Linked DNA regions of Mus musculus: all the other regions are linked to region 1. The links are chromatin contacts, called in public Hi-C, HiCAR-type, HiChIP or PLAC-seq and promoter capture Hi-C maps. All regions are on one chromosome and are shown on one strand. The core of a region is the stretch at or near the end of the contact, and the rest is flanking DNA. Distances in the headings are between cores, read along the strand shown. Region 1 holds the start of Tmem237 (transmembrane protein 237). Region 2 holds the start of Bmpr2 (bone morphogenetic protein receptor, type II (serine/threonine kinase)). Region 3 holds the start of Nop58 (NOP58 ribonucleoprotein). Region 4 holds the start of Clk1 (CDC-like kinase 1). Region 5 holds the start of Wdr12 (WD repeat domain 12). Region 6 holds the start of Orc2 (origin recognition complex, subunit 2). Region 7 overlaps Gm973 (predicted gene 973).

Evidence for each region. Promoter capture Hi-C pulls out the DNA fragments that hold promoters and counts their contacts. Hi-C and Micro-C count contacts between places; a contact is called where the count stands out from the background. HiCAR-type assays count read pairs that join an accessible place to other places. HiChIP or PLAC-seq counts read pairs in DNA pulled down with a chosen protein or histone mark. Capture Hi-C pulls out chosen DNA fragments and counts their contacts.
Region 2: a contact with region 1 is called in a Hi-C map of CD8 T cells, with 5 times the contacts expected there. The contact joins the promoter of Bmpr2 here to the promoter of Tmem237 in region 1. A contact is called at or near these places in 1 of 39 promoter capture datasets (liver) and 2 of 484 Hi-C or Micro-C datasets (CD8 T cells and uterus).
Region 3: a promoter capture Hi-C map of liver shows a contact between it and region 1, with 4 times the contacts expected there. The contact joins the promoter of Nop58 here to the promoter of Tmem237 in region 1. A contact is called at or near these places in 4 of 39 promoter capture datasets (the 3T3-L1 cell line, frontonasal cranial neural crest, hippocampal neurons and 1 more), 1 of 484 Hi-C or Micro-C datasets (muscle stem cells), 5 of 115 datasets of contacts at active chromatin or transcription factors (embryonic stem cells, extraembryonic endoderm stem cells, forebrain and 2 more) and 3 of 9 other capture datasets (adipose tissue, liver and macrophages).
Region 4: a contact with region 1 is called in a promoter capture Hi-C map of pre-B cells, with 3 times the contacts expected there. The contact joins the promoter of Clk1 here to the promoter of Tmem237 in region 1. A contact is called at or near these places in 4 of 39 promoter capture datasets (the C10 cell line, hippocampal neurons, liver and 1 more), 1 of 15 datasets of contacts at CTCF or cohesin (large pre-B cells), 3 of 115 datasets of contacts at active chromatin or transcription factors (astrocytes, forebrain and pancreatic cancer cells) and 1 of 9 other capture datasets (liver).
Region 5: a contact with region 1 is called in a promoter capture Hi-C map of liver, with 4 times the contacts expected there. The contact joins the promoter of Wdr12 here to the promoter of Tmem237 in region 1. A contact is called at or near these places in 1 of 39 promoter capture datasets (liver) and 1 of 484 Hi-C or Micro-C datasets (muscle stem cells).
Region 6: a contact with region 1 is called in a HiCAR-type map of astrocytes, with 4 times the contacts expected there. The contact joins the promoter of Orc2 here to the promoter of Tmem237 in region 1. A contact is called at or near these places in 2 of 39 promoter capture datasets (liver and neural stem cells), 3 of 484 Hi-C or Micro-C datasets (embryonic stem cells, muscle stem cells and regulatory T cells), 4 of 115 datasets of contacts at active chromatin or transcription factors (astrocytes, craniofacial prominence, forebrain and 1 more) and 2 of 9 other capture datasets (adipose tissue and liver).
Region 7: an H3K4me3 HiChIP or PLAC-seq map of bone marrow-derived macrophages shows a contact between it and region 1, with 4 times the contacts expected there. The contact joins the enhancer-like site here to the promoter of Tmem237 in region 1. A contact is called at or near these places in 17 of 39 promoter capture datasets (the C10 cell line, the HPC-7 cell line, HPC-7-derived erythroid cells and 9 more), 1 of 15 datasets of contacts at CTCF or cohesin (large pre-B cells), 4 of 484 Hi-C or Micro-C datasets (cortical neurons, nephron progenitors, spermatogonial stem cells and 1 more), 16 of 115 datasets of contacts at active chromatin or transcription factors (the NIH/3T3 cell line, the SCID.adh cell line, astrocytes and 12 more) and 2 of 9 other capture datasets (adipose tissue and macrophages).

Annotation. Positions count from the first base shown.
Region 1 is chr1:59,118,422-59,121,121 of GRCm38.p6, reverse strand. Tmem237 (transmembrane protein 237) reads left to right here and starts at 1,316. Exons shown (of 13, transcript NM_001037812.3): 1 at 1,316-1,419. The coding sequence starts at 1,387. Mpp4 (membrane protein, palmitoylated 4 (MAGUK p55 subfamily member 4)) reads left to right here. Exons shown (of 22, transcript NM_145143.3): 22 at 1-187.
Region 2 is chr1:59,763,020-59,765,746 of GRCm38.p6, reverse strand. Bmpr2 (bone morphogenetic protein receptor, type II (serine/threonine kinase)) reads right to left here and starts at 1,468. Exons shown (of 13, transcript NM_007561.4): 1 at 1,019-1,468. The coding sequence starts at 1,094.
Region 3 is chr1:59,683,574-59,686,273 of GRCm38.p6, reverse strand. Nop58 (NOP58 ribonucleoprotein) reads right to left here and starts at 1,268. Exons shown (of 15, transcript NM_018868.2): 1 at 1,048-1,268. The coding sequence starts at 1,092.
Region 4 is chr1:58,422,778-58,425,531 of GRCm38.p6, reverse strand. Clk1 (CDC-like kinase 1) reads left to right here and starts at 1,444. Exons shown (of 13, transcript NM_001042634.2): 1 at 1,444-1,612.
Region 5 is chr1:60,096,595-60,099,294 of GRCm38.p6, reverse strand. Wdr12 (WD repeat domain 12) reads left to right here and starts at 1,388. Exons shown (of 13, transcript NM_021312.5): 1 at 1,388-1,788. The coding sequence starts at 1,748. Carf (calcium response factor) reads right to left here and starts at 1,048. Exons shown (of 16, transcript NM_139150.5): 1 at 988-1,048.
Region 6 is chr1:58,503,651-58,506,365 of GRCm38.p6, reverse strand. It overlaps Orc2 (origin recognition complex, subunit 2), which reads left to right and starts at 1,257. Exons shown (of 18, transcript NM_008765.3): 1 at 1,257-1,594. Gm15834 (a long non-coding RNA gene) reads right to left here and starts at 1,250. Exons shown (of 4, transcript XR_865442.3): 1 at 1-1,250.
Region 7 is chr1:59,632,022-59,634,741 of GRCm38.p6, reverse strand. It overlaps Gm973 (predicted gene 973), which reads right to left. Exons shown (of 19, transcript NM_001357842.1): 16 at 2,326-2,528; 17 at 1,423-1,595; 18 at 529-748. Among named protein-coding and RNA genes, the nearest start is that of Gm33833, 13 kb to the right of the region's middle. Within about 2 kb of position 1,266, at least 22 of the 459 cell types and tissues checked have an H3K27ac peak or open chromatin away from gene starts, as enhancers often do. A contact at or near this core is called in bone marrow-derived macrophages, where this site is marked.

The DNA of each region.
Region 1 (2,700 bases), core at 67-2,566:
TAGCATCCTATACATATACAGAGCTACTCATTTGGCTCTCAGGCATTTTCCCGATGTTTCCCCATATGAGCTAATGGCAGGTATGTGACAATGTTGTCACTGAATGTGAGCATTTTATAGATTTCATATGGTGTTTTGTAAGATGTAACTCTTCTAAATAAACCAGTCTACTTAATGACAAACTGTATTTTACTTTGTAAAATATTTTCTTATTTCTGTTTATATTTTACAAAAGTGCCTAGTTGACTAACTAAGCTAAGAGCGGTTAACAAGTACACATTTATCTAATAAGGAAACCTATGACACTGTTATTTCCAAATCAGCAAAGTGGACTAGTCCTGGAGCCTGTATATGAGCTCCAAAACGAGGATGTTGATACAGTCTTGGTCTCCCTAGATCCGAAGCTCCACTGCACCCATGTCTGTTCATCTTCTTTATATCCACACTTCCCTCCATTCTACCTATTTTAAACTATAACTGTTCCCACTGAAGGAACTATCAGAACTGAACATTCAGATTATACTCCTAGGCCTACAGGGAATCTAGGAAACTGGGCAGGCCAGTGAAAGAGATCCTCGCTGTTTCAGTCATACAGATCTCCCTCCAGGCAGCACCCTGGCAGACGGGAACCAGGTGGGGGACGCCGGCCTCTCCAGGCTCCGCAAAGCCGCCTCCTCCCACAAGTCCCCGGAGGCCGGGCGTCGCGGGAAGCCGGCCTCGGGCTCCGGCGGTTGCGCCTAGGGAGGCCCGCGGGAAAGCATCATGAGGGACGACTCAGGGCCTCCGCTGGAGGAGGACCAAGCGGTGAGCGACGAGGGGCGCCTGGCCCGGAGTGTGGCGAAGTGGAGGTGTCCTAACCAGCAGTGACCACCGCCGAGCCGGGAATCTGGGGACAGCACTGCCCGAGGGGTGCGGCGGGGGCGGACCGGGGCTGTACATCAGGGCGGGCCCCGCAAAAGGCGATCAGGTCCACCCAACATCCGGGCGCCCTAGTCAGCGTTGCCATGGCGACGCCTCCGGGCGGCTCTCGGTCAGAGAGGAGGATGTTCCGGTGGGGAGTTTGAATACGAGTCTGGTCCCGCCGTGCCCACCCCCACGCAAACCACGATGACCTCCCGGGAAACTGTGGGTGAACCCCCTCCGCTCCTGGGGACGCCGGCCGACGCTGAGGTTTTCCTAGTTCGAAGGGGTCAGATTGGGTTCGGCTCCGGTAGCCCCAATACCTCCCGTGGGACGGGTGGGGACGCTCCGGGCCCAGCAGCCATGAGGCGCAGCCCGATGACGCTCTGCGCCTGCGCGCCTGGGCAGGAGGGGCGGGGCGGGCCGGACCGGGGCGGGGCGGGCGGCTGTGGTGCCCTGAGCTCTGCTGCGGTCCCTGGAGACGTGATGGGGAAGAAGCAGGTGGTTAGCGAGCCTCAGGTACTTTTGAGCTGTTGGGAATTTAGTCTCCGCCTGTTCAGCGGTTCTTCTTTTGAGGGGCTTAGAGGTGCGGTTTCTAGATGGGTGAGATGGTTCATTTTTGCGGGACTTTTGAAATACCAAGAGGACTGGGTCCCACTTTCATAGCATCTTGAGAATAGTAGTGCTTTTGTAGGACCACCATTCTATTCCAGTTGTCATTTTGACTGCTGGATTCCATTAGGACATCGTCAGTGTCCTAATTTTGTAGCATTCTCACGAATTTGTTTGAGTGAATACAACCATGGATTGCGAAATGGGACAAGCAAGAATATCTAAAATGTGAGCCTTTGGAATCAGTGCCTTCCATAAGCAGCATGAAATACCCGAGCTAATAAATCGACGTCTAGGCACTGCTCTTAGAGATCAATTCTTTTAAAGGTGTATTTGTAGCCGGACAGTGGTGGCGCACGCCTTTAATCCCAGCACTTGGAAGGCAGAGGCAGGTGGATTTCTGAGTTCAAGGCCAGCCTGGTCTATAGAGTGAGTTCCAGGACAGCCAGGGCTATACAGAGAAACCCCGTCTCAAAAAAACCAAAAAAAAAAAATGTATTTGTTTTGAGTGTTTTGCCAATATATGAACCACTTGTGTGCCTGTTGCTCACAGAAACCTGAAGAGGCTGTCCATTTCCCTGGAACTGGAATTACTGGTGCTTTGTGGGTGCTGGGAACTAAACCCAGGTCTGCTGCATGAGCAGTAACTGCTCTTAATGGCTAAGCCATCTATTTTGAAAATTTTCAGAATGCTTAACTAATGCTTCCTGAGCTTGCAAGCAGGACTTTTCTTAAGTAAGAACAGGGTAAACTACACCAGCCCCAAATACTTCCTGTTCTAAAATATGTTACCTATTTCTATTTAAAGTAACTTAAAAAAAAAGCATGTTACTCTGTGGCATAAAACCTTAGTTGGCTTCCTAGTTAATAGAACTAAATCCGTATTCCTTCTGCTAGTCTGCGAGGTCATAGTTAATCTGACGTCTGCCTTCTGTCCTGTGTCACTGGTTTCTGCCTGGCTGCTCTTTACCTGGAGCCCTTCATGCCCTGTCTTTCTTGAAAGCCTTAACATGTGCTCCTCATTCCCTGTAAATTTGGCACCTTTGTCAGGAAGGGCTCAGCTCAGATAACATCAAAGAGGCTTTCCCTAAGTAAAACATCACTCTTCATTCCTTATATATGGTTATTTATTGTATGCAAACACACATGCACATGCATGCACACACATGCATGCACAGACACACACAC
Region 2 (2,727 bases), core at 219-2,718, 640 kb before region 1:
GAAAATTACTTTTTAAAAAATTGTAAAACCATTACTTTGTGTACTCAATTTTAAATGCATACTTCATGTGACTATTTAAGAATTCATTCCTGAAATTTTCTAAAAGCAAATCACAGAAGACTGTTGCTTGAAAATAACTGCAATGAGAATATGAGTTGTTTTTTTCTCAAGGCGATTGAGAAGTAAAGAGGAAATGGCCAAAGGAAAGGGGAGTAGCATTTCCTTTCACACGTTAGGAAAATGTCAAAGAACTTTCAGGAGTCAAATCTCCTCGAAGTCTGATGTGAGGTCAAAATTGTCTCAATGACAGGAAAACCAACAGACGCCAGATGACTAATAGAAAAGTTATCAAAAACACTTCTGTGCCCAACAGTAATTCCAAAGGGATACAAAGTTAAGAATATCCAGGATAAAGAGACAGAGAATAGTTAAGATTCTTGGGAGCAAAACAATATTAATGATGACATCAACTGTGTTAGTATACACTGTTATCAAGATTCTCACACAGTGACTTCCTCAACGTTTACTCTATTCATCAGGTAACATTTTTTTTCAGGTAACATTTTTAAATAACGAAAAGTAATGTGGATTCCCAAAGAGTGATCTAAATGTAAAAATAAGGTTCAATCAAGTGTGTGTCTAGTTGTTCTTTTTATTGTAAACCAAATCTGCTTCTTTCCATCAAAGTAAAAAAACCACCTTTATCTCCAAAAATCTAATAGACAGTTCACTAGTGATTAAAATATTATTTTTAATCCTTGCATTACCTCACAGCTAAAAATGTCAAGATACCACACCCAATATGTCTTTTTCCCCCCGTGGGGGAGGGGTCAGGGAATACGGGAGTAGGGACGGGAAACAACACGCAAACACCGAAGGTGATTTCCCTGGCTGGCTCCTCCACCCGGATCCGAGAGCACACGTTGCGAGGGGAGAGCACAGGGCTCGGCCTCTGCAGGCTCTCTCCCTCGCCACCCACTGGAGTAGGAGCTGGGACATACCACCTAGGGCTACTCACCAGCCGTAGTGCTGACCAGCAGGACGGCCCATAGCAGCCAGGGCACCCGAAAGGGCCGATGCAGCGAGGAAGTCATCCCTGGGCCAGCAAAGAAGCAGGAGGGCAAAGAAAAGAAATCTGGAAAGTAAATTCGGGCGGAGAAATCCGGCTAGGAGGCTGCTCTTCGTCTGATTTATCCTGCCCGGATTACAATGCAGTTTGAAAGGACAAATGGCAGATGCGAGGACCTAGCTAGTAGAGCTCTCATTCCACTGCAGAATTTCCCTTCATTTCGCTCCCTCGTGGCTGGGGGGCTTCATTCGCCTAGGACGGGGTGTCTCGGCTCCCCAAATTGAAGGCATGTCCATGGGGAAGACGCAGGGAGCCCAGAAGAAACCCCTGCAATTATTTCCCTCGTAGTTTCACGATATCAAAAAAATACCCAGATCTGGGAGAAAACATATCCAGAGTGCCGGGGGGGGGGGGGGGGGGAGGGCGGGGACTCGATGGGAGCACTGAGGATCAGAACAAGTTCCCGACCGCCGGGAAGGGCGAAGCGGGGCAGGCAGCGGCGCCCGGCCGCCGGAGTAGCATCGCTCCGTACTCCGAGGACAGTGGGGTTCCTTTTAAAGTTTCGCTTCGTTGCTTCCTTCACTCGGATTTCGACATCAACAAATCCTTCCCACCGACTGGGTCGAAAAAGGTGCCTGCTTCCATGGGCGAGTCCACAGCTTCCTCGGAACAATCGCGCGAGGGTCGCTCAGGCCGGGCCTCGGGGCGCGGGGGAGGGGAGGGTCGCGGCGACGCGGCGAGCCCGGGCGAGCGACACGCGGGGAGGTGCGGGGCTGGCCCTTCGAGGGCGCTCCGCCCGCGGCCTCGCTCTCGGCTACTCCAGCCCCTCGCTCTTGCCTGAAGTAAATTCCACCATGAAAACCGGGTCTCCTCCCGTCGATGGCTTGCGGGAGCGAATCACAGCCCCTCTGGAGAAAGCCGCCGCCGCCGCCGCCGCCTCGTTCTCCGCAGCTCTGGGCTCCGGGCGGAGCTCGGGCGTCGCGGGCCGAGGGCGGGGGGCGGCGGGAAGACGGACGTAGGTGGCCGAGGAAGGGGGTGGGCAGCTGAGCTTGCGAAACACCCCGAGCCCCTCCGGGAAGCACCTCCAGCGGTTCCAAGCAGACCAGACACAAAGGGGGGAGTCGCCGCAGCTGCCAGTCTGAGGCGCTCCCGGTCACCGGAGTCGCCCCGCCCCCGCCGCCGCCTCCTCTCAGTCTCCGGCTCTCCAGCCGACCCCTGTCTGTCTCGGGCCTGTGGTGCAGCGCGGGCGGCGGCGGCGGCGGCGGCGGCGGCGCCACTGAGCCGCACTGCGCCTGCGCGCCCGCGGCCCCGCCCGGCCCCGCCCCTCACTCCCAGGCTTGCTGGAGAGTGAGGCCCTCGCGCGGCGTCTCTCGCCTGGGCGCCCAGTGCAGGGAAGGGTTGTCGTGGGCTGCGGGTGGGCAGCCTAGGTCCCTTTCCTCACACAGGCGAACGCTCCGCACGTGGACGCCGTGCGATCTGTTCAAGCGTGTAAGGGAGGGCGGCCACAATCTTTTGTTTAACGTAGGTTAAAGGCTACCCGGGAAGGTGGGCGAGAAGCCTCGAAGGCACGCCGTCGTTGTTGGTGGCGGCGGGCGCATCCTCCTCGGTTTCCCTGAGAATCCCGACCGAGCCGCCTTTCCCAGGAGCCGAGACCCGGG
Region 3 (2,700 bases), core at 19-2,518, 570 kb before region 1:
GACCTAACAACATTCATGTTGTCTACATTAAAGCACAGTATACCTTCCTCCTCCTCCTGTTATCATCACATAGTAAAATAATCTTTAAAGAAAACAAACTATAGCTGGGCGGTGGTGGCCCACGCCTTTAATCCCAGCACTTGGGAGGCTGAGGCAGGCGGATTTCTGGGTTCGAGGCCAGCCTGGTCTAAAGAGTGAGTTCCAGGACAGCCAGAACTACACAGAGAACAACTGTCTTGGAAAAACAAAGCCACTCACTACTCAAAACCTTCCAATCATGCCTGGAAGGACCCTGATCTTGGACCCCAGCTTTAATCTAGTTAAATATAAATGAAATGTTAGGGGCCAGCCAAGCCTACATAGGGAAAGCCTGCCTCAAAAGTAAATAGAGTCTGGCGGTGATGATGCACACCTTTAATCCCAGTACTCAGGACGCAGAGGTAGGTGGATCTCTGAGTTCAAGGCTAGCCAGGTCTACAGAGGGAATTCCTGGAAAGCCTGAGCAGCACAGTGAAACCCTATCTGGAAAAGCCCAAAATAAATATCTGAGGCTGGAGCGATAACTCGGCGGTTAAGAGCACTGACTGCTCCTCCAGAAGTCCTAGTTCAAATCCCAGCAACCACATGGTGGCTCACAACCATCTGTAATGGGATCTGTAGCCCTCTTCTGGTGTGTCTGTTGACAGCTATAGGGTACTCATATACATAAATTAGATAAACATTAAACCGATCTTGGATTGGAGGTGTAACTAGGTGACAGGGCGCTGATCTAACATGTACAAAGCCTCAGGTGATTAAATGAACGCTTTATTGTCACTTGTAAAAAAGGGTCCTGCCCATTTTTTAAACTGAGTAAAGCAGAGGTCGCCCTAAATTCGGAGAAGCCACGTGTTCACCTGAACCAGCGGGCTCTTGATTTTTCACATCTTTTCGGAGCCCGGGGACTTGAAGACACTAAAATGTGTTCCGTTGTTCGTCTCTCCTTAAATCTTACCCAGCTCTCTGTCCCACATAAGCCTCTTAGCTCAACAACTCCATCTCACCTACCTTAAAGATGGCGTAGCCAACGGACGTTTCAAACAGGACCAACATGATGAGACCAGGTCAGGGCGGCGCTACGCGGCTAGCCGCGAGCCCTTACGCCACTGCAAATGACTACCTTTCAGTCGCTGAAGACCCGCTAGGCCTTGGACGCGGGGGAGCGCAAACGCCGTCGCCTCCCCGCGGACGAACAGACCACGTTGCTCAGCCGCTCCACACCTCTCCTCGTGGAGCAGCAAATATGCGAGTCTCCTTCTCTAAGAATTCTGGGAAGTAACGTCACTTCTGGTCGCTCAATGCCGCAGAGCGTGAGATCATTTCCGGGTTTTTCCCGCCCACAGTAGAATCCGGAAAGAGACGGCCTTAAAATATCGCGAGACTTTTTTTTTTTTTTTTTTTTTAAGTTTTGGACTGTGGCTGGAAGCTGTCAGTTTATTAGGTCATGTAAAGAAGAAAAAGTTCTGTGTACATTATATTTTGTATTATATATAATATATAAATTACATGTGTATAATTTACAGCACACAAAACGATTTACAACACATTATGCTATGCCCCGCCCCGCCATGTAAAGGACATTTTATTTTAAAACAACACAGAACACTTTTTCTTGATGAGGACGTGCACTCGGGTCCCATCAGTGAGTTCCACGGGATCTGACCTGGAACCGGAGTTGTAGGCAATTGTAAGCCGTCACGTTGGTGCTGGGAACCCAACCAGGTCCTCTGCAAGGGAAGCAAACTTTTATAACCAGCAACATTTCCTGGTGGTTCTTCTCTGGTCAAACAGGTTTTTAGCAAAGATTTCTTTTATAGCTATAAATATAGATATTTTCGGAGGCGGGAAGGGTTGTGTTTAAAATGATTCCAAGGTATGAATTTATGTATGTCTCAATGTAATTTCTTTTATGGAAACTTTCAGCCTCAGTGGCTGGATTTACTTTAAAACAAAGTCTTATGTATCTTAGACTAGCCTCAAACTCAGTAGGAAGTAGAGAATGACCTTGCTCAAAAACAATTTGTTTGTTTGAGACAAGGTCTCCATGTAGCCTTGTAACTATCTCTTGTAACTAGGTAGACCAGAGAAGTTTGAGTCATAGAGGTCCTCCCACCCCCACCTCCACAGTAGTGAGGTTACAGGCATATGCCACCACACCAACTTTATTGGTGCTGGGGATGGAACCAAAGGTTGGGTTCCATACATGGTAGGCAAGCACTCTACTAACTGAGCCATATCCCTAGCCTTGCTTTGGCTTTTTGAAAAAGGACCTCAGTATCTAGACCAGGTTGGCCTTGAATCATTGTCCTCCTGCCTCAGCCTTCAGAGTGCTAAGATTAGATATATCTGTGTGGCTATGTACTTTCAATGACAAGATTTAAATACCCCAGTTCTTCACAAATCTAGCTTCCAATAGCTGTAGAACGTTCCTAGTTGCCTAGTTCTAAACATTAATTTTGGATCTACAGAAAACTGTGGAAGATTAACCAACTTGACGTTCTGTAACACTTTTACAGTATGAATGAAGAGGAAAGAGTATCCTTGTTTGGACAGCAGAAAAGATGGACATATGGGGAATACAAGGGGATTCCTAGGGCTGCAGGCAAGAGCAGAATTGATTATAGCTACAGTTACATTTACCATATTTAGGGAGACAAGAGA
Region 4 (2,754 bases), core at 195-2,694, 700 kb after region 1:
AAAAAATTTTTTAATTTCTTTAAAAAATACTTTATTTGTGTGTGTGTGTGTGTAGGAATTGATTCTCTCTTTCCAGTATGTGTTTCCTGGAGATTGAACTCAGGTAGGCTTGGTGGCATTGTGTCTTTACCTGTTAAGCCAACGCCAGCACCCTCCTCTTCCCCTGTTTTTAGTTCTGGCTAGAATTTGCGATATAGACCACACTGAACTTGTACTCAGAGATAACCCTTGTCTCTGCCTCCTTAGTGCTGGGATATGCCACCATGCCCAGGTCTAGATTAACTCTTAAAGGTGAAAGCAAAGGAGTTGCAAAACTGATACCTACGCACCCCCCTTTTTCTCCTCCCCCTAATATCTACCTTTTTAGAGTTACCAGCGAAATAGGAGTTAAGCCGCCTGAGGCCACACTAACTGGGTTCCTGAGTGGGAGGCCGGAGCTGTATGGAAGGAAATGGCGAGAGAAATAATGGAGGCCAAGACACATTTCTGTTCAAGGCCCCCAAGTTTACTAAGAGTCTGTGCTTAAGCCTGGCGTGGGGCGCACGCCTTTAATCCCAGCACTCGGGAAGCAGAGGCAGGCGGATTTCTGAGTTTGAGGCCAGCCTGGTCTACAAAGTGAGTTCCAGGACAGCCAGAGCTACACAGAGAAACCCTGTCTCAAAACCATAACCCCCCGCCCCCCAAGCCATTCTTGATGCCTGTTGCCAGCCTGTAGGTGATCTGCTGGATGAAGTCTCTGGAATATCTAAAGGGCCTCTCAGCAGGTAGCAGTGGCAGGTGACGGAACAATAGAGCCATCTAAGTTGGAAGGTTCCACCCCAGGTAGTCTCATTCTCAGTGGCAACAAGGTCAAAGCCAGCCTACTCAAGGCTGGGGGAAGCTACTATGGGGGGGGGGGGGGCATCCTCAAAGTCTTCAAGACTACTTACTAATCTGTCTATTTACACTATTCCGCTCCTGTTCCACCATTTCTAACTTTTTGTTTTGTTTGGTTTGGTTTGGTTTTCGAGACAGGGTTTCTCTGTATATATAGCCCTGGCTGTCCTGGAACTCACTTTGTAGACCAGGCTGGCCTCGAACTCAGAAATCCGCCTGTCTCTGCCTCCCAAGTGCTGGGATTAAAGGCGTGTGCCACCATGCTCATTTCTAACATTTTTGGCGTCAGTGCATGTCATACCCAACCACTAAAAACTAGTTTAAGACAGGTCAACATAACTGTAGTCACTGAGTTACTAACCAGAGATACTTTGTTGGTGTAGTTTAAAAGGTTGCAGTCAGGAGGGAAGAGAAAAAGGAGAGAGGGAGAGCGAGCGTGGATTATACTATTACTGTAACCTGTAGTGTCTAAGTATCCTCAAGAAGCCACAGCAAGGACAGTCAGGACCAAGTCCTTCCATCCCTCGCCCATTTGGGCAGCGGGCCCGCGCCTGCGCACTCAGGACCGGTATAGGCCCCGCCCATCTACGTCACCAGTTTTTCCGAGAAGAAGCTCGCACTGCGTCTGTCCGCACCATTTTGTGTTGGGAGATCGTCGTAATCGTTTGCAGACTTCTCGCCGTCGCCTTGTAAGCTTTGTCTTCGCCTTGCAAGCTTTGTCTTCAGGGTTGGAAAGGTAAGACGCGGTGTCTGTCAGGGCCTTTCCTTGTATCTTCCCGCCGCCTCCAAGGACCCCGCTGCGGCTCTTCACGGCGGAGCCACGCGAAGGGGCTCTGTGCCCCGGCTGCGGAGCTCTGGCCGCTGGCTTCTGCGTAGGCGGGGACGATGCCCGCAGGCTCCGCGTCCCGAGGAGGGCCGGCCGACTGCAAGAGCCCGAGCTGCCGCGGCGGGACCTAAGATGGCGGTAGGGGGAAGGCCGCGCTCGTCCTTCGCCATGGCGGCGCCAGGGCGCGGCCTTCGCTTGGACTCGGTCGGTCCTGGTTTTGCTCTCGGCGGTGGCACGGCGCAGGTTTTGGTGCTGTTTTTCTTTATATTTGAAGCGAAAGGTCTTGGTAACCAGGCCGGCCCCACACGCTGCGGTCGCTGATCTTGTTAGAGATGGGCGCTGCGGGGACAGCGTCACAGCAGGCTGTCACCTCAGTTCTGTGTAGTTTCCGCCTTCGACGAAGAAAAGAATTTCAGAGGCGGTCGATAGATAGCGAAGTCGAGCATAATGAAAACGAGGCACACCGGGACAGCGCTTGTGAGAGCGAGGAACAAGTGATTTTTAAGAAGGTTTAGGATTTACTTAGGTTTTGTAACATTAAAACTCAAGACGGCCGGGCTGTACTGCCTGTCGCTCGCCTTTTAATCCCCTTTGAGCCTGTCTCAAAAAAAAAAAAGTTATAGAAAATTTCCTTTGTAAACAAAGTTGTAACGGGGGAGTTGTTTACCTTTAGGAAACAGGAGGGGAACACCCTAAGATTGTACGTCACTTCCGCTCTGAACAGCTTTATTTTCAACATCATGGCCTGTCCTGTACAGTTAAGTAGAGTGGCTTTATTGGTGGAGCCCGAATTTTGTTGACTCGGCATAAAAGGCGCGCCTGTTACCTTCTCAGGCTTTCCTCCCATATTTTCATAATTTTCCCAGTCTCCCTCTGCTAGCAGTAAGAGTGTCAGCGGGGACCGTGGGCATTTACTTGACGGTGAATTGGGAATTGAGGTCATCTGCTGAGCAGCTTTTTTTTTTTTTTTTTTTTTTTTTTAATAGCTGTAAACAAACACTTCATAACATCCAAACTGGTATTTTACCAAAAACAAACAAAACACTTTGGGG
Region 5 (2,700 bases), core at 139-2,638, 980 kb before region 1:
CAGGCATTCCTGTAATGGGGCATGCAATTCTGTAAAATGAATAAACTGAGAACAGTCATGCTTTTTGGGTCGTTGTCCACTTAACAAATGATTGTTTTCGCCTCCAACTGACTAGATAACTTCTAGTTTTCTACGGATTTAAATTTAATTAGGCGACATATAGAAAACCTCTCACCATATTCACTGGTTCACTCATACCGCTAAGCCAACACATTTTGCAATCCAGTTCTGCCTGACTCTAAATTGCTGTCTCAGAGTAGTGTGTCCCTGTACCCCACCCTACCCCCGGAGGTTTTCAGACGAATGCCTTAAAAAAGTGACTTTGGGATCTTAAGAGTAATAGCCCCCATCTATTCTCCACTCAGGAAAATAACTAGAGTAATAATCGAGACCATTGAGACCGAGACAAGCCTTTGAGTGACATCAAGATTAAAAAAATAATTAATAATTAATAATAATAATAATAATAAAAGAAGCCCGAAAGCAGGGGAGAAGGTGCAGAGGACACTTTTCTAAACGTCAGACTCGGAAAGGAGGGGAGAGGCCCCTCTCGGGCGGGCGCTCCGGCCCAGGACTCGGATGCTCCGTGGCGGTGGTGCGTTCTCGGGCTCCGCACCCTCTGCGGGACAGACACCTCGCCTCCCCCTGCGGCAGCCTGCCTTCTCCCGGCCGCGGGGCCCCTCCCGGGCCCACGGCGAAGGAGCCGCCGTGGAGGCGGACGAGGGCGCAGGGACAGCGCACAGCGGCGTCCGGCGACGGCCGGGGGCGGGGGCCGGCGGTTGCTCCCAGCCCGGGAGGGTCAGGAGGTGACGGGAGGAGGCGGCAGGGGGACGAAGGGAGGTTGGGAGGGAGCGTCCGGTCGCTGGGCACAGACAGCTCTGCCAGGCCTCCGGCTCCCCCAACCCTGCCGCCGCAGCGAGCCCCACAACGCGAGAGGGGAGTCCGCCGTAAGCAGAAGGGAGAAAATTCAAAACGAGACTACTCAACCTCGTCTTGGCTCCGAGGCCGCGCCGTGGAGACCAGCACAATGCGCAGGCGCACCCCTCCTGGAGGCGCAGCGCAGGTCCATCAGATTAGACCCTTCTCAGCCACCGTCGCCCAGTTCCCTTCCGACTCGTTCTCCTTTCCCGAGTTTCCGCTCTGAAGCCAGAGGTAAGAACACATGGTCTCGGCCGAATTTGGCTGTTGGAACAGTGCACACAAGACGAACAGATGGGACCTTTGTCACTCAGAATAAAGAAGCAGGAAGTGTAATATCTGCCCGGAGAAAGGAGTATTAAAAGCAGATATGAGACCCTAAATGCGGTGTGGCAAAATAAATAAAGCCTACAACTCCCAGTGTTCAGAGGGTCTGAAACGCGCTCCCTTCTGGGGTTTGTAGTATCTGAGCGCTGAGTCTAAAGGGTCTGGGTCTAAAGACACGCTTAAAATTTGGCTCAAGCTAGTTATTTTCTTTATTTTCCTAATAGATTACGAATCTAGATAGATAAGAAACAAAAGTCTTAAGGGGACTGGATGCTTTTAGGACTACGCTTGACTAATCGATGTTTCCTAAATCTCGGAATAGGTACTTGATGTGTGCGGGCTGGGCGCTGGTGGAAATCGAACCTCGTGGTATGTTCTGTAGGAACCTGAGGGAGCTAACTGAAGCCTAGCTCCTGCTGCGCTTGCGGCGCAGTCTACCTTAGAGCTGCTTGATTATCAACGCACACATTTTCGTGGAGAAGTCTCGTGTGTATATTCAGCCATGGCACAACTCCAGGCACGTTTCTACAGCGAGAACAAGAAGTAAGTAAGGGTTCCAGCTTCTGTCCCTGTCTTCCAGGAGCCGATCTCGTTTGAAGACTCCTTCGATTTGATCCTTGCTGTTTTGACTGGGGATATACATTAAAGAAGAAACGGACAAGGTTTTAGTAAATCAAAGTTGAAAGAACTTTAATAATTATAATGGCTACAATTAAAAGAATTTATTGCAAATAAGATAAGCTGACTGATAGAAAAAAATAAAAAAGACTTCATTCGCCTTCCCCTTCACGTGCCCCGCACTTCTGCCCTGTCTCATTTGGAAGCGGTGTTCACGTCTTCTTAAATCTCCGTTTTCTACCCACTTTCATGAGCTTTTCATAATTTGACGTGTGTGGAGGACCAGGGCTTCACGTTTGCTTTCTGCATGCTGCACACATCATGTCAGTAATTTGAGAGTTGAACAGGCTTGTCCGTTAACGGTGTCTCGTGGTTTCTGAAAGCACAACTTCATCCCCCCCCCCCCCCCAAACAGACTAGAAACTGGCTATGGAGTTTGTAGAGCTGTTTTTTTAATTAGAATGAAGCCAATTCAGTGTCCGATTTGATTAGGTGTATTTTGTGTGAGTGTGTCCAACTTAGGTTTCTCTTGTTGTGATAAAACACTGACAAAAAGCAATTTGGGGAGGAAAGGGTTACAGTCATCTCAGAGGAGGCCAAGATAGGAGGAACTCCTGGCAGGAACTGAAGCAGAAACCAGAGGTGAGGGGTGGGGGTGGGGGCAAGCTGCATTTGCTCTCCCAATGGCTAGCTAGCTAAGTTTGCTTTTAAAATACAGGGTGGCTCTACTCAGTGGGCTGGTTCCTCCTACATCAGTTATTAGTCCAGAAAATGTTCCCGCAGACTTGCCTGCAGACAACCACTATAAGGGAATTTCCTCATTTCAGAGGACCTTGG
Region 6 (2,715 bases), core at 8-2,507, 610 kb after region 1:
TTAAAGGGTCCAGCATTAGAAGATTGAGAACCACTGTTCTAAACAGCTCCCAAAAAGTCTGACTCCATTTCTTCCTTCCCACTATTATATTCCACAGATAATCTTTCAATACAAATGTGGCCAGTCCCTTAAGTACCAACTTGTAATTCATAATATCTGACACTTTGACACTTTATTCATCTATTTTCATTTTGCTTTTCTTCCTAGAAAATTCAAATCAATTCAGGCCTTAGTTTTCATATCTCTTCCTTTAAGGAAAGTGTTCCTGATTCCTTCTGGTCTTATAATTATATAATCCTGTGCCCTGCTGTTAGGAACATAACTTAAAAATCATTCTCTGTAACTTGGAAACCATTTTGTATGACTTGAAATAACGCAATGCATGTGCAATAGAAGTTTGCCACCAGGTAGCTCTGATGAGACCTAGAAGCAAACCACCGGCAGGTCACCTGGAAGCCCAGTTACCAGCCTAGCCCCGGACGGTCCTTGATATGGTTAAAAACAAAAACCTAACCACAAGGTGGTGTTAAGATAGTGAACCAAACCCAAGTTGTGAGCTTGATTTTCAGAGCTCAATGAAATGATACAAAGGTTGGAACTTTGGGATTTGTGCTCTCTAGGCATCACATTTATAGCCAGTGTGTTTATATCCATTGGCAAGAATGAGTAAGTATTCAGCTGCCTTATTCTAGCACTTTCCCCAAGACTGTATGTTCAGTTTCTTCTCGTTCAATTACCCAGAAGCTCAGTTATTCAGAGGTGCCTCTACTTGAGTATTGTATTCTTACTGTTGGTTCTAAGTATGATAAGTTCGGAATAAGCGAATCCAAATGACGTAGTCCTGTTAGTAAACAAATATTTTCATGTATCCCAGCCAGATTCACTCGTTTTCCTTCTCATTTCCTCTGTATAAGCCCCCTTTTCGTGTCTTTATTTCATTAGTTGTATGGTCCTATTTTCTTGTTCATGCTCTGGCTCCGCCCTCCCTCAAACCCTTGAGATCCCTTTGCATCATATGCGAGCAGGTATTCGCTGTTCCTCAAGCGAATCCATCTTCATTATCTTTTTTTTTTTTTTTTTTTTTTCCTCAGAGCAGCTAGACTAACAATATTAAGATTGACATAAAACACCAACCAACCGTACAACCGGGGACGCTGCCCTTAACTTCCAGACAGCTAGCACACACTTGTCTCTCCAGAGATCCGGCGTGCTCCGCGCACGGTCCCTTCCCCCGGAAACGGAAACTGAAGAGATGAGGAAAGCCCGGGAACCCACTATTGGTTGGGGGATCTGTTTTCCGACTGAGCGAGGGCCTATGGCCCGAGTCAACGGGCTTGCGGCGCCGTCGCTCTGGGCGGCTCGGCTCCCCATTGGTTTCTTAGGGCACCGCCCACCGGCGGCCGGGGATTCAGTGTGCTGCGCGCAGCTCCCTTGCCCTGCTGGGCGCGCAGGTTCGGCTTGGACCGGTCGACTCTTTCCCTAGACGCTGGCCTCCCCGGGCCGTTCTGGGGTGTTCCGCGGCGGCGGGAGTCCTGGCTGGCGGCTCAAGTGAGCCTCGCGGCCGTTCTCCCTCCCGCCGGCTCGGACTCGAGAGGTGAGTCCCAGTGCGCCCTGCTGCAGCCGCGGCTCACTGCGCGCTTCCCCCGACACCCGTGGCCTTGCCGCTCGCCCACCATGGCGGGAGATGACGAGGCCGCCGGGCGCAGGCTGGAGGATGCTGGGGAGCAGCCCCCCTGGGTGAGAGGCGCTGTCTGCGAAAGCCAAGGCTGTCCTGTGGCGAGAAGTCTCCTGCACGGACCGTGCCTGCTTTCCGGCTAACCCGGCCCTTTATTTGAGAAGAGAATGAAAAGGAACTGTAACAAAAATGGCAGTGTTCTGCCAGAGGAGAAGGAACTCGGAGGGATGTAGCTCAAGGGATCGCGGGATGGAACGACTGCTGAAGTCTGTTCTGTTGTCCCGGCCGGGTGTCCCTAAAGGTCTCCTTGGGGCAGTGCTTGGTTTGAAAAATGTGTTTACTCCCAGAGGAAAGTGCATGGCTGCCAACACTTGGTGCTGCCTTGTAGTTAGTTGACTGTGAAGAGAATTGACCCTTTAGCCCTACAGATAATCACTATCCGTTATAGATGCTCCCTGTGGATATCTGCATTTCATTGGTTGATTATGGGCATGTGCATTCATGTGGATGTTGGTGCATATGTGCCGGTAGTGTGTGTTAATTTTAGATGTCTTTTTGGATCGTTCTTAACTGAGGCGGGGTCTTACTCTAACCGGGTCCTTGTTGGTTAACCAGCTTGCCTCGGGGAACCCCATTCTCCTCCTCCCCAGTTCTGAGTGCTCCTCAACTTTTAAATGACTACAAGGATCTCAGTTCCCATTCTGACGCTTGCAGGACACGTGCTTTTAGCCACTGAGCTGTCTAGTCAGCCTCCCAGATTGCAGTTTTCTTGTGTATCTGTTAGGTAGTGTTTTTCTGAGGAATTGCAGAAAAGAAGGGGACATTCTCTTAGGAGGTCTTGGTAGGAATTTCAGTTGAGGTGATTTTGTTTGTATTACATAAAATATCTTAAAAATCGGAGATGTTGTATAAATGCATTTGAGGCTGAACAGGCATACCCTGCCTTTTTGACATTTGGATACCTTGTTGCTGTCATTTACAAAGTTCGTGGCTGAGAATATCACAATACAGTTACAGAAAATTTTGCAAAAACCACTCAT
Region 7 (2,720 bases), core at 17-2,516, 510 kb before region 1:
CATAGCATTTTGTTGCTAGGTTAAAAAGCAGAACAGTTTCTTTTTCAGTACCTCTTCATCCTAAACCCTGGAGTGTAAATACCTAATTCTGAATTCCTAGAGTCTACAATTTGCATAATGGGTCTTGGTATTGGCCATAAGTCATTTATTGGTCCTTATCGAGATCTTGCTTCTCTTTCACTGGGGAGTTAAACCCAGCACAGAATGCAAATTCTACCACTCTGCTGCACACTAGACTTGGTATTTGTTTTTATTGTTTGTTTTGATCTGGGGTTCATTTTTATCTGTAAACCAGAAGATCAAGATAAATGATCTCTAAATTTCCATCAAGCTTCAATACAAACTCCATAAACCAAGACAGAATCCTGCGCTGTTTGTAGCTGGAGAATGGCTCTGTGTGTTTTAGTCTTTCTAGCCATGGTGTAGGGATTGAGAGAACTGCTTGCTTAAAGGCAGTGGTCAGCATTGGCACTGAGCCTTCAAGCCTCAGAACAAGCCCTGACAGCAGTTGTCCCCCTGTCCAAGTACCTGATTTGCTCCTGGGCTAGTTTTGTGGCTTCTTCCAGGGCTAGCTTTGCTGCTTCCTCTTCCTGTTTCCTCCTTTCCTCAGCCTCCTGCCTAGCTTTCTCTTCTGCTGCTAGTTTCTGCTGTTGGTACTCCAACCGTTCTTCTTCAGCCATTTCCATCAGGCGTTTCTGTTCTTCTGCTAACTGCATCTCCAGTTCCTTCTGCCTTTGCTTCTCTGCCTCTGCAGAACAGAAAGAGGTGGGCTCAGCTGGGCCATCACTAGAGCAGCTGATATTTCTGGTCTACCCTTTTAACCTGCTAGACCCTCTGTGGGTTTACTAATCCAAGTCTCCTGTCAAAGCACCAATGCACATTGAAAAACCTTAGGGAAGATTTTTCCAAAGTCTGTTGAGTTCACAGGATAATGTGCTGTTGTGTAGGGAGGAGTGTTAGATCAGCATCTACAGAGTGCTTACTTAACTAGACTCTAGAGGAAACACCAGGAGTTGATCGCAGCAGCAGCATCTGCTGAACCTTCTACCCTCATCCTGAAAAGTATGTTGGAAGATTATCTGATACACATCTGAAGGTGTGTCTGAGGCTCTCCAGGTATTTGTGATTGTCTCTACCTGCAAGAGGAAGGGAGCAGGTAGAGAAGTTTGAACTAACAAGGGCAATTATTGAAGCAGGAGTCCTCTCCTGTAATTGTTTCCATGTGACTCTCCTGTTCATATTCTATCCTTTCATTTCAACCCGCTGTAGCCAGACAATTATCATTCTGGAACAAAACTTAGCTTTTACATGGAGTTCTTTGTGCACTAAGGCCTAGGGTAGGAATAAAATTGCTTGAAGTGGGTTTAAAATAATTTTTGGTCCAAGGGAAGAGACATACAAAAAGCTCAGCATTTCTCTCACCAGCCCTCTCTGCCGCTTCCTGCTGCTTTTTTCTCTGTATTTCTTGCAGTTTCCTGCGGAGCTCCTCCTGCTGCTGCCTTGCTCTCTCCCGGGCTGCCTGCAACTGGAGCCTTCGTTTTTTCTCTGCTTCCTCCTGTTGCTGCCGTTCTTCCTCCAGTCTCTGCTTTCTCAGGCTGAGAACACAGAAGGTGTCAGAGGAATGGCAGAAAAATAGCCTAACCAACTGACAATTGACTTTATAGTCTTCAGTCCTCAGGAAGCGCCCCTTCAGAGTACAGGTTTTCTACAGTCTGGATTGAAGGGCAGAGATGTTAAGAGACTAGAAGAAACCTAGAAGTTTTCCCTCAGCACTGTTGCCCAGGTTTTAAGAGCCTTAAATTCTTTGCACTTTCTTTTCTATCTTCTTTTTTTTTTTTTAAGATTTATTTATTTATTATATGTAAGTACACTGTAGCTGTCTTCAGACACCCCAAAAGAGGGCATCAGATCTCATTATAGATGGTTGTGAGCCACCATGTGGTTGCTGGGATTTGAACTCTGGACCTTCGGAAGAGCAGTCGGTGCCATTTCACCAGCCTCCTTTCTTTTCTATTCTTTAAAAAAACATTTCCTAAAGTGTGGATTGTGAAATTCTTGCCTCTTGGGGTTGTAGATATAAAGTTAGCATAAAGACAGGTGAAAGGACCAGTACAAAAGAGGAGCTTGATAGACTGGGCCAAATCTTAAAACCTTTCTCGAGTTCCCTTTAAGCATCTATCTTGAGTAACCCACATGAGCAAGACAGTATCTTATTCTTATCTCTGGTCCAGGCTGTTCCTGTGATTTGGTGTCAGGTCATGAGCCTAGCCCTGAGCTGTGCCCTGGGGAAGGTTTGCCCTGCCTTGTGTCTGGCTGATGGCCCACCGGTTCTCCTCAGTGCGTCTTTGCTGCTCCAGCTCCAGCTCCTCCTTCATCTTCTCTGCTTTCTCCAGCTGCTCCTTATGGAGCCAAGTCAGCTCCTCCTGCTCCCTTCTCCTCTGCTCCACCTTCAGCCATCTCATCTCTGCCTTCTCTATTCGAATTCTGTCCCGAGAAGCCTTCTCCTGCTGCTTCTTATCCTGGAGGGCCTAAGAGACCAGAGTGTTATCAGTGTAAGGGACACAGACCCAGCTGCAGCCAGATAGGGTTTTTTTTCTAGTCAGAGAAAAGCTGATTCCACACTACCACCACAGTGGCATAAACTGCTTCTGCCTACCTGGCTATGGGATTGGACTGACCTACAATTAAGAGCACAGCTTTTCTGATGCAGTTTTCCTCAT